Regions from separate parts of the Sus scrofa genome. Here regions 2, 3 and 4 are each linked to region 1. Evidence: chromatin contacts called from public HiChIP or PLAC-seq and promoter capture Hi-C data. All regions are on one chromosome and are shown on one strand. Each heading gives the region's core, a stretch centred on a gene start, on an enhancer-like site or on the middle of the called end of the contact. The rest is flanking DNA. Distances are from core to core; before and after follow the strand shown.

Region 1 (2,835 bases), core at 93-2,592:
TGAACCTGTCATGTGCAGGGGAGGACACTGAGGATGTGACAATCTGAGGTCCCTGAGATCTGACAGCCGAGGAGCCCCCTCAGCGGAGCCTGGCCCGCATTGATCAGCTCACCCGCCACCCTTCTCTCCTCCTTCCCAGCGGGGCCTCTCTCACCCCTCCCCCCACCTCCTCCCCCACATCCACCCACACCCTCCCCAGCCAGGCAGGCCTGGGGGTGAGAGGCGCTCTTGACTGAGCGTATAGGCACAGGACCAACACTCAGAACATCCCAAGTGACCTGGCATCAAGGGCCTCTTTGCAGACAACAGAGCTGTTCAGAGAGGCATTGTGACTCACCCAAGGCCACACAGCAGTGCAAGCCAGTGACTAGAGCCCAAGCCAGCCTGGGGACCACCCCCTGCCGGCATCCACAGTTAAGACTGAGGGTGCATGGGAGACCTGCCCCAGGTCTCGGGGTGCAGGTGAGGGGCCCCGGGCACACCCGAGTTCAGTCCTGTACCCTCAACCCAGGCAGCTTCCGGGGTGAGGTGGGCAGCGAGGGTGAAGCTCACTGTCCTGAGGTTCCCTCTGGGCCCTGGGAGAAAAAGGGAGTGGTTCCTCCAGCTGCCTCCCAGGGACCCTGGATCTGCAGGGCAGGGGAAGCCGCCTCCCAGGGGCGTGGGGAGGGGGAGGGCCTCAGGGCTCCCCCAGGAGGGAGCTGGGAGCAAGTCCCACCAGGTACCTACCCATCTCCCACCACCACACACTTGATGGCCTGCATGGCGTCTGAGGCCTGGGAGGCGGTGGTGGTGACAGCTGGGGGCGCGGAGCGCTTCTGCAGGCACCGGGGCTGTGGAGAGCCTGGAGGGGGGCCCTGAGCGAGGAGCAGCAGCAGCAGCGGGACAGGAGGCAGGAGGAAGCGGAAGGGGAACTTACCCAAGCTGCTGCCCCCGCGGCCGTTTGCAGAAGGCGGAGCATGCGGTCTGGCAGAACCACCGGAGGGTGGGGTGGCTGTCAGGTGCTGGGCAGAGCCCTACCCTGGGCATCCCTGCTCTGGAGCACCAACCGGAGACCTGGGGACCCTCTCAGCTGGAGGCTTCCTCCCAAGGGCAGGGCCAGAGCTGTTCTTTGAGAACTCGAGGCTTCCAAAGACGTAGCTCACCTCAATTCTAAGCAATAAGCATTTAATGAGCACCTACGGTGTGCCAGGCACTGTACTGGGTGCTGATGAGTCCAGGATGTGAGTGGTACTACAGCAGGTCCCGGTGGAAGATACAGTCCCATCACAGGTGTCCATAAAACGGGGCAGGAAGTGATGGGGCCACGGAAGACTGACAGGGAGGGGACCACAGAATCACACAGAGGGTGAGCTGGCGCTTGCGAAGTGGCGTTCAAGCCAGGACTTGAAAGCTGGTGTCAGAGAGAGGACCGGCCAGAGGGGACAGCCTGGCCAAGCAGCGGGGCCAGTGTGGGACCCCTTGAATGTGGAGGGAGATGGGGGGATGAGGCAGAAAGGGAGGTGGGGATCAGCTGATGGAGAAGGGGAAACAGAAGGCAGCGCCCAGGCCAGCCAGGCCCCGCGCTGGAGGCCCCCCAGGTCTCCGGAATTGTGGCCCATCTTAACAATGCTGAAACAGAGGCTCTGAGAAATCAGTTTGCTGACTAGGAAAGCCCTGCCTGAAATCAACCCCGAGGCTAGGGGCCTCCACATTCTTCCCTCACCCCAGCTGCAGTCTGGACACAGAGCCTGAATTCTGTAGCAGGTGGGGAGGGCGAGGGCGCCCCGTTGGCCTCAGGGAGACTCAGGGTCTGAGCAGCCCTGGACCCTTGCCCCGGGCTCCAAGTTCACCTGCTCTTTCTCTTCGCCGCCACTGCTCTCCACGCCCAGCGCCCTTCCAGCTCCAGGGACAAGGGGCAGGAGGGGATGGGCAGAGCCACCAGTCACCCACCCCAGACTCACGCAGGACAAACTGGGAAACCAGTAGAAGGGTGTGGAGTGCCAGGTGCTGGGCGCCCAGCACCCCTCCCACTCCCTGCCCTGGGGGCACCTGGAGCTGAACCTTCCAGAAGCTTACACACAAGCTACAGCGTTGCTGAAAATGGCTTTTGCAGAAAGGGAAATGCAGTCTCTCCACGGACCTGCGCCAGCACTTGGCCAGCCAATGATTAAAACCTGCCAACAAACATCTGTGCTCTGCACGGGTGGAGCTGAGGCAGTGGAAGGCACTTCGCGGCACCCAGCTGGGGTCAGGGAGGCCAAGTGTCCCCCGATGACCCACCCCGGGTGCCACACAGGCCACACCGAAGGACTTCGTTCTGGCTACTCCCCCAAATCCACATTCTTTTCCCAACCACCACGACCCTACAGGGCAACCTCCGTGTTAATCTAACAAAAACAATGCACTAAGTGTAATGTGGGATCTTGGATTAGATCCTGGAACGAGAAAAAAAATTAGTGGAAAAAGTTACAAAATCCAAAACAAATCTGAAATTAGATATCGGTATTGTACCAAGTGTTAGTTTCGACAAATGCACTGCGGTTATGCAAATGCTGTGAACATAAGGGGAAACTGGGTGAAGGATATTGTGAATTTTCTTACTGTTCCTGCAATTTTGCTAGAAATCTGAAATTATTCCAAAATAAAATGCTTATTAAAGAAAAAAAAAAGAGGCGTCCCCGCTGGGGTGCAGTGGGTTAAGACTCCAACCACAGCAGCTCAGGTCACTACAGAGGGGTGGGTTTGATCCCTGGCCTGGGAACTTCCATGTGCCTCAGGTGAAGCCATAGAGAAAAGAAATAAAATTTTTTAAAAAGATAAAAGGAAAAGAAAAAAGTACAAAGCAGCTCTTTGGGA
Region 2 (2,835 bases), core at 208-2,707, 210 kb before region 1:
CCGTTGTGGCTCAGCAGTAATGAATCTGACTAGTATCCATGAGGATGCAGGTTCGATCCCTGGCCTCACTCAGCGGTTAAGGATCCGGCATTGCCCATGAGCTGCGGTGTAGTTTGCAGACACAGCTTGGATCTGGTGTTGCTGTGGCTGAGGTGTAGGCTGGCAGCTGTAGCTCTGATTGGACCCCTAGCCTGGGAACCTCCATATGCCGAAGGTGCAGCCGTAAAAAGAAAAAAAAAAAAAGAAATAACAATGCAGTGATAAAGGAGGACTCTGGATATTCATTATGGGATAAACGGAGCAATATCTTTGAGCTTTTCTGCAGAACTATGGCTCCTGCTCAGTTGAGAATGATGATTTAGGGCTGAGGGCAAGATTCCCGGAGCATCATTCTGCGACCTCACCGCCAACCCATCACAAGAAAGTCACACGCCCCGCAGTCCTTACCCCAAATTTTGCCTATAAAAACGTTCCCCCCTAGAGTTTCCACCGCGATGCAAGGGGGTTGGTGGCGTCTCTGCTGTGCTGGAACGCAGGTGCAACCCCTGACCCGGCTCAGTGGGTTAAGGATCCAGGCTTGCTTCAGCCGTGGCATAGGTCACAGCTATGGCTCGGTTCTGATCCCTGACCCAGGATTTCCACATGCTGCAGGACCGCCAGAAATGAACAAACAGAGAAAAACAAACCAAAAAAACTTCTCCTTCCCAAAACAACGGGGAGTTTGGAGGTTTCTGAGCACAAGCCAGCCCCTCTCCTTTCTTGGTCCTGCAATCAACATTTTCTTTGCGCCAAGTTTAAACTTCATTTTGTTTGGCCTCACTGTGGGTAGGACCCCCTGGAACTTGTGTTCGGTTACAAGAGGGGACCTGAGAGAGAGGTCACAATCCCCAGGCCTGGCAGCTGGGAGGGGCTCAGCACTATTGCTTTCCCTCTCTTTCCTTTCTGTCTTTGAACGGATCACCCCAAGGATGTCAGGTCACACAGTGGGTCTGGAGGCCAAAGCAGGACTGAGGGAGAGGGGGAAGGGGCTGGTCCCTGCGCCCCCAGGGAGGCCCTCCAGAAGCCCCACGTGTGCCCTCGGCGTGACCCTGGTCGGCCTGTCCTACCTGGTCGGTGGCCCAGCTCCATCGGCTCTTGCTCTGGGACAGAGAACTCCAAGCCTAGTCCTGTAGACAGAGAAACACAATCATATCAAACGACACAGACGGTAACAACGAACAAGGGCTGAACGGGGATGCCCATGGCCATCGGCCCAGCCTGATCAGAGGTCCCTCCATGCTGCCTTCAGGGCTCTCTGGCACCCAGGAGCCCCCTGCCCCATCCACCCACCACCCTGGCACTGGGCCTGCCTCCTGGACCTTGGCATTGGGCTGTGCCTTGTCTGGAAAGCCCTGGTCATCTCCATCATCACTGCCTCAAGGCCTTTCTCAAGCAGTCTGGGGGCCCAGGGCTCCTCTTCTTCCTTTGTGATTTTTCTTTTTTCTTTTTAGGGCCATACCAGTGGCATATGGACGTTCCCAGGCCAGGGGTTGAATCGGAACTGCAGCAGCTGCCAGCCTACACCACAGCCGCAGCAGCAATGGATCCGAGCCACATCTGTGACCACAGCTCACAGCAATGCTGGATCCTTAACCCACTGAGCGAGGCTAGGGATCGAACCCATGTCCTCATGGATATTAGTCAGATTCGTTTCTGCTGCACCACAGTGAGAACTCCTGCAGTTGGATTCTTGACCCCCTGGGCCACCATGGAAACTCCTTAAGTGATTTTTAGATTAGTTAATCCAATCTCTTCATTTTATAAATAAAGAACCTGAGCTCCAGAGAGGGAGAGTAATTTGTCTGAGGTCATCCAGCAAATTGGTCTACTGATAAACTCAGAGCTGGTTAAGAACCACAGCCACAGCAACACCAGATCTGAGCCGTGTCTGCAACCTACCCTGCAGCTTGTGGCAATGCTGGCTCCTTAACCCACTGAGTGAGGCCAGGGATCAAACCTGCTTCCTCATGGATACTAGTGGGTTCTTAATGTGCTGAACTACAACTGGGATTGCTTCTTTTTTTTTTTCCTTTTGTCTTTTTACGGCCGCACCTACGGCATATGGAGGTTCCCAGGCTAGGGGTCTAATTGGAGCTATAGCTGCCAGCCTACACCACAGACACAGCAACACCAGATACAAGCTGCATCTTCGACCTACACCACAGCTCCCGGCAACGCCAGATCCTTAACCCACTGAGTGAGGCCAGGGATTGAACCTGTAACCTCATGGTTCCTAGTTGGATTTGTTTCAGCTGCACCACAACAGGAACTCCCAGGATTGCTTCTCAGAGATCCTCTCAATAGAACAATAAGGCCTCTTGGAAGCTTAAGGATGCTGTCCCTTAGCGAGAGCCCCAGTAGAAAAAAGAATGGGACTTTTGTCCTTTTGTCTAGTGGAGTGGACCACTATAAGTTTATTTTCTTTCTTTTATTTTTCTTTTCTTTTCTTTTTTTTTTTTTTTTTTTTTTTGCTTTTTAGGGCTGTACTTGTGGCATATGGAGGTTCCCAGGCTAGGGGTTTAATCAGAGCTACAGCTGTCAGTCTACCCCACAGCCACAGCAATCAGGATCCAAGCCATGCCTGTGACCTACACCACAGCCCAAGGCAACACCAGATCCTTAACCCACTGAGCAAGGCCGGGGATCGACCTGCAACCTCATGCTTACTAGTCGGATTCGTTTCCACTGCACCACAATGGCAACTTCAGTTTCACAGCTTTTAAGAAAACTGTATCAGTAAAAATAGTGCCAGCTGGAGTTAAAAGGACAGAGATAGTACAAAATAAAAAGAGATCA
Region 3 (2,835 bases), core at 184-2,683, 200 kb before region 1:
TGGGGTAGGGCCTGGGAGGATGAGCTTTGCCCCGCTGCACTCCCCCGGGGTGTCGTGTTTACAGCAAGCCGGCAGGGCTGCTGGCGTGCGGTGGGGTTAGGGTTGTAGGTTCCCTAAGGAAAGCCTGTTTCCGCGTCTCCTTGCGCCCCCTCCCGCGCAGAAAGAGGTGGGGCGAGAGCTTCTAAGGGAGGGTGTCTGGCCCTACAAGCTGCAATCCTCGCCCTCAAGATCTTGTTTGAAGGTGCCCAGGTTGACGGGAGAAGGCATCCTGGGCTTAAAGCCCCCTTCCTGGGACTGCAGGAGAGTGGCTGCATGGGGACGGTTCGCTGGAGCCCTGCACGCACCCGCGCCTCGCGTCTAGCAAACCTTCCTGCGGCCTCTCAGCAACATGGGCTCGCCCGCCTCCCGAACGCCCCAGTCCAGCCCGGCCCGGTGCCCTCTGCCCCGGTTGGGGCCAGGGTGCTTGGGGCAGACCGCCCCACTCTCCCCACCGGGACCCTCCCCTGGGTGGCAGGTGGTCCGGCCGGCGGCCCAACTCCGGGCGGCCCGGGCGTCTGCTGCCGCCCCACCCCGCCGCACTCACTCGCCCTCGCCGCCGCCCTGGCGCTCGCCCCTGCCCGCTGGAGAAGTTGGCAGGTTCAAACCCGGAGCCCTCAACTCCCCGGCCGGCCCACTCCATTGCGCCTCCACGCAGGGGGGATCGTGCGCCCCTCGCCCAGCTCCGCGCTCCCGCCGCGGCGCCGCGTCCGTCCCCCGGCCACCCGCCCGGCTCGCAGCGCCTCTTAGATGCTCCAGGATCCGCCGCGGGCGGTGGGCGGCGCGGAAGGGGCGTGGGGCAGGGCTCGGCGGCTCGGGCCTCCCCCGCTCCCGCCTGGCCAGTGGAAGGCGCCGGCAGCCCGGGCTCCGAGTGGCCGCAGCAGTGGGCTGTGCCGTTGTCTCCTCCCTTTGGCCGGCAGCAGGTTGGTGACGGGAGGAGGGGACAGCTGCGGGCGCGGGGAGGGGGCGCTCTGCGCCGGGCAATGGCCGAGCCCGGAAGCCAGGATCCCGAGATTCGGGTGACTGCGGGGGCGGCGTGGCGCTTGCCTTTCTTTAGAGGGAGCTCGATCGTCCGGATGCTCAGCCTGGGACGTCCCCCCGCCGCCCCGGGGCCAGAGCAGAGCTGGGGGCTGCAGCCTAGCAGGGAAGGCGCGGCCCTGGCTTCACCCTCAGGATGGCTGTCCGCAGCAGCTGGGGGAGGCCGGCAGAATGGGGTCGGGCTGAGTGGCCGCGGGAGGGGGACCTGTGGAGGATGGTGTCACCTGGTGCCACCAGAGAGGGTAGGAGGGAGGGAGTAGGGCTCATAAAGCCGGAGAAGCCTGGGAGAGGAGGCCAGCTGACCCAGAGGCTCCGGGGAGGACAAACTGGCAAAGAACTTGCTGGAGCGAAAGGAAACTAACATTTGTCAAGGCCTGCTTGGTGAGGAACTCCGCAGGGTGCTCCTCCCCCGGGTGTCACTTCCCACAACAACCCTGCGGGTGTCACTTCCCACAACAGCCCTGCGGAGTAGGTCAGAAACTTAATTTAAACACCAAAGAGAGAGAACCAGCGGGTTGCCCAGGGGCACACGAGGTGAGGCGGAGACCAGGCTATCGTTAATCTTGGATCTTAAGCTCAGGAGGCTAGGGCTGCTTTTTTTTTTTTTTTTTTTTTTTTTTTTTTGTCTTTTTGCCATTTCTTGGGGCGCTCCCGTGGCATATGGAGGTTCTCAGGCTAGGGGTCCAATCGAAGCTATAGCCACCGGTCTACGCCAGAGCCACAGCAACGCCAGATCTTTAACCCACTGAGCGAGGCCAGGGATCGAACCCGCAACCTCATGGTTTCTAGTCGGATTCGTTAACCACAGAGCCACGACGGAACTCCTAGGGCTGCTTTTGTGTATCTTGCTCATCCCGGAAGCCTTATGCTTAAAACAAACAAACAAACAAACAAACAGAACACAAAAAAACAAAAAACCTGCATTTGTATTCAATCTTTACGTAAATTAATGTTTTTAGCATGGGTGTGTTAACTGCTGGAACACCACTGCCCCTGACTTTTTTTCTTTCTTTCTTTTTCTTTTTTTTTTTTTTGGTTTCTTAGCCAAAAAGCAGCATATGGAAGTTCCCAGGCTAGGGGTCTAATTGGAGCTGTGATTTGACCTATGCCACAGCCACAGCAACTCAAGATCCGAGCAGAAGCTGCGACCTACACCACAGCGCATGGCAATGCCAGATCCTTAACCCGCTGATCAAGGCCAGGGGTGGAACCTGCAGCCTCAAGGATACTTGTCAGGTTCCTTAAGGCTGAGCCACAAAGGGAATTCCTGCCCCTGACTTTTGCATATGCTGTTACATGTGCCTGGAATACTTTTCTCATCTCCCTTTTATTTTCTTTCTTTTTTTTTTTCAGCCTTCTGGTGGCATATGAAGTTCCCCTGGCCAGGGATCAGATCCAAGCCACAGTTGCAACCTAAGCTGCAGCTGTGGCCCCAGCGGATCCCTAACCCACTGTGCTGGCCTGGGGATGGAACCTGCCTCCTAGCACTCCCAAGACACCACCGATTCCATTGTGCCACAGTGGGAACTCCTCTCATCCCCCTTTGAAACATTCTTTTCATTCTGAGGCAATTATATTCTCACCAAAAGTGGCAAAAATTGGTCCTTCGCCAGGTCATCCTCTGAGCTTTGTGCTTTGCAGTTGGGGGAGAGAGTGTGCTGGGGAGGCCCTTGGAGAAGGGCCGGTCTGACTGGAGCCCTGTTCTTCCTGGGCCCACCCCAGACAGCAGGCCGGGGCTCACACTTCCTCTAGTATAGTTTG
Region 4 (2,835 bases), core at 137-2,636, 160 kb before region 1:
CATGGGATCCGAGATGCGTCTGTGACCTACACCACAGCTCACGGCAACACCAAATCCTTAACCCACTGAGCGAGGCCAGGGATGGAACTTGCAACCTCGTGGTTCCTAGTCGGATTCATTAACCACTGAGCCATGATGGGAACTCCTCTTTTTCTTTTCTTTTCTTTCTTTCTTTCTCTCTTTTTTTTTTTTTTTTTTTTTTTTTTTGGCTTTTTAGGCCCTCGACATATGGAAGTTCCTGGGCTAAGGGTCGAATCGGAACTGCAGCTGCTGGCCTATACCACAGCCACAGCAATGCTGGATCCAAGCCACATCTGTGTCCTGCACCACAAATGTGGCAACGTGGGATCCTTAACCCATTGAGCGAGTCCAGGGATTGAATGCACATCCTCAGGGATACTGTGTGGGGTTCTTAACCCACTGAGCCACAACAGGAACTCCCCAGTAGCAACTATTCTAATTCTCTATTCAGGGAAAACTGAAGTTCAGGGGGGAAGTTGCTCAAGTTCACACTTGAACTTGTGCTTAAGAGAACACAAGTTCCTAGGAGCAGGAGTCTGGTAGCAGTGCCACTTTCCCTGCCAAGGGGAAAGCAGAGCTGGAGGAGTTATAAGCTTTCCCCCAGTGCAGGGCCAGGCTGCCCAGTGTGCGGGGCCAGTGGGTGTGACACTGGCATTGTGACACTGGCATCATGGAGCAAAGTCTCAGGTCCTCCCCCTACTCCAGGACCAGGACTGAAACCATGAGAAGGAAAGGAAATTAAGGAGGAAAGCTTCCCTTCAGCCCTTGGCCCTTCTTCTCATGTCAGCTGTTTGATAACCCATATTGGACAAAAGGAAAATGATGCTGGGAGACCAAAGAGGACGATTGCTGGCTTGGGGTCTCACTCACTCTTCTCCCAGTGACTTGGAACTTGACCGTCACTTCTGGTGAGGGGGTGGGGCTGGAATGGTCGGGGGGGGGAGGGGGTTGGGATTGGCACATGCGCACTGAGGTATGAATGACTGGCCAACCCGTACCTGTGCAGCACAGAAAACTCTACCCAATGTTCTGTGATCATCTATGTGGGAAACGAGTCCGAAAGAGAATAGACGTGTGCATGTCCAACTGAATCACTTTGTTGTACAGCAGAAATTCTCACATTGTAAATCAACTAGACTTCAACGCAACTTTAAAAAAATGACAGAAAAATAACAACTTGACCTTCTCCAGAGTAATTTGGCCAAGGACTTCTTTAAGAGACACCCGCTTGCGGGTCTTCCAGGAAGGGTAAAGGAGGGCAGGACTGGGGAAGGCAGGATCGCGGGGGTCGGGGGACCCTCAGCCGGGGCTCCACCTGCGGGGGGCGGTGCGAACTACAGCTCCCGGCATGCCCTGCGCGCGGTACCTGCCCGCCTCCAGCCGCCTCGCCGGGAGGATGCAGACGCTGGGAAGAGCGATGAGGATGGAGGCCGGCGAGGCAGCGCCGCCGGCGGGGGCGGGCGGCTGGGGCAAGTGGGTGCGGCTCAACGTGGGGGGCACGGTGTTCCTGACCACCCGGCAGACGCTATGCAGGGAGCAGAAGTCCTTCCTCAGCCGCCTGTGCCAGGGGGAAGAGCTGCAGTCCGACCGGGTGAGGCCCACGGGGTGGGCGGCTGTCGGGCTGGGGATCCTTCGCTCGCTGGAATCTGGCTCTCCGGCCTGGCACCCCCTCGGGGCTGGAAACCCGGCCGGGTTTATTTCCAAGAGCTGGAGGCGGGAAGAACTGGCTGGAGCCCGGGAGAAGGAAGTGGATCGGAGAGTGAGGGATGTGCCATTGCCGTGGCAACAGGACAACGCCAGGCTGCGGCCATTTGGAGCTTTTGTGCCCAGGGCTCCCAACCCCGGAGGCTGATGGATGGGGACTCTCACCCTGCTTTGGAACTGGGGGGAGGGACAGACCCCTAGGGCCTTTTCTCCTGCCCAAACCGGACTCCTGCACCACAGAAGGAGTGCAAGGCTACTTCTCCCCGCCGTTTGGGGTGTGGGTGGCCTGGTGTGCCAGGAGCTGGGTGGAGAAACCCCAGGGTGTGTTCTGAGCTGGGCTTCATCTGGGAGGAGCGCTGGCCTGGGGCACCATTTCTGGGTTCCCATCTCGGCTTTAAAACTGCCTGCATGACTCTGGGTCAGATACTTCCCTGCGCCAGGCTCAGCCTCCTGCCTGCAACCCCAGGGGGCTGGTCAGGCAATGACCTCAAAGGCTCCCTCCATCCCATTTCCAGACCCTCTGATGCTATGACCTTGGGCGAGTCCCCTCACCTGATGATGTCTCTGCTTTCTCTCTGTAGAGTTGTGCTGATGCCCGCCCTGCCTCCCTGCAGGCTGAGGGTATCCAATGAGAGAGCGGTTCCTTTGGAAACTTGTAAACATCCCCAGAATGACCGGGGATCTAGTGAAGACAGCTTAGAGCTGGCTTCAGGAAACAGCCTCTAAGAGGGACAATCCCTGAGCCCTACTCTGGGTCGGATGCCACTCAGACCTTACTGGATGCTCACAATGTCCCCTCATTATGGGGGAGAGGAGTAAGGCTCAGAGAGGCCCATTCACTGGCCCAAGGTCACACAGCCAGGAAAAGGCAGAGGCAGGATTTGAACCTAGGTGTGTCTGACCCCAAAGGCTTTTTTCGTTTGCTTGTTTTTCATTTTAGGGCCGCACTCACGGCATATGGAAGGTCCCAGGCTAGGGATCGAATTGGCGCTGCAGCTGCTGGCCTACACCACAGCCACAGCAACACAGGATCCAAGCCACAACTGTGACCTACACCATAGCTCAGGGTAACACTGGATCCTTAACCCACTGAGCGGGGTGGGGGATCAA

Evidence for each region. Promoter capture Hi-C pulls out the DNA fragments that hold promoters and counts their contacts. HiChIP or PLAC-seq counts read pairs in DNA pulled down with a chosen protein or histone mark.
Region 2: a contact with region 1 is called in a promoter capture Hi-C map of liver, with 2.3 times the contacts expected there. The contact joins the promoter of TEX33 here to the promoter of RAC2 in region 1.
Region 3: a contact with region 1 is called in an H3K27ac HiChIP or PLAC-seq map of alveolar macrophages. The contact joins the promoter of TST here to the promoter of RAC2 in region 1. A contact is called at or near these places in 1 of 5 promoter capture datasets (liver), 6 of 47 Hi-C or Micro-C datasets (alveolar macrophages, embryonic fibroblasts, heart right ventricle and 1 more) and 1 of 2 datasets of contacts at active chromatin or transcription factors (alveolar macrophages).
Region 4: a contact with region 1 is called in an H3K27ac HiChIP or PLAC-seq map of alveolar macrophages. The contact joins the promoter of KCTD17 here to the promoter of RAC2 in region 1. A contact is called at or near these places in 1 of 47 Hi-C or Micro-C datasets (brain) and 1 of 2 datasets of contacts at active chromatin or transcription factors (alveolar macrophages).

The regions. Positions count from the first base shown.
Region 1 is chr5:10,552,493-10,555,327 of Sscrofa11.1, reverse strand. RAC2 (ras-related C3 botulinum toxin substrate 2) reads right to left here and starts at 1,342. Exons shown (of 7, transcript XM_013997536.2): 1 at 917-1,342. The coding sequence starts at 1,026.
Region 2 is chr5:10,766,678-10,769,512 of Sscrofa11.1, reverse strand. TEX33 (testis-expressed protein 33) reads right to left here and starts at 1,457. Exons shown (of 5, transcript XM_013997541.2): 1 at 1,107-1,457. The coding sequence starts at 1,128.
Region 3 is chr5:10,747,862-10,750,696 of Sscrofa11.1, reverse strand. It overlaps TST (thiosulfate sulfurtransferase), which reads right to left and starts at 1,433. Exons shown (of 3, transcript XM_005663810.2): 1 at 1,084-1,433. It overlaps MPST (3-mercaptopyruvate sulfurtransferase), which reads left to right and starts at 871. Exons shown (of 3, transcript XM_021091532.1): 1 at 871-959; 2 at 2,428-2,835. It overlaps MIR9819 (microRNA 9819), which reads left to right and starts at 1,087; the gene lies at 1,087-1,184.
Region 4 is chr5:10,717,518-10,720,352 of Sscrofa11.1, reverse strand. It overlaps KCTD17 (BTB/POZ domain-containing protein KCTD17), which reads left to right and starts at 1,386. Exons shown (of 7, transcript XM_021091530.1): 1 at 1,386-1,612. The coding sequence starts at 1,418.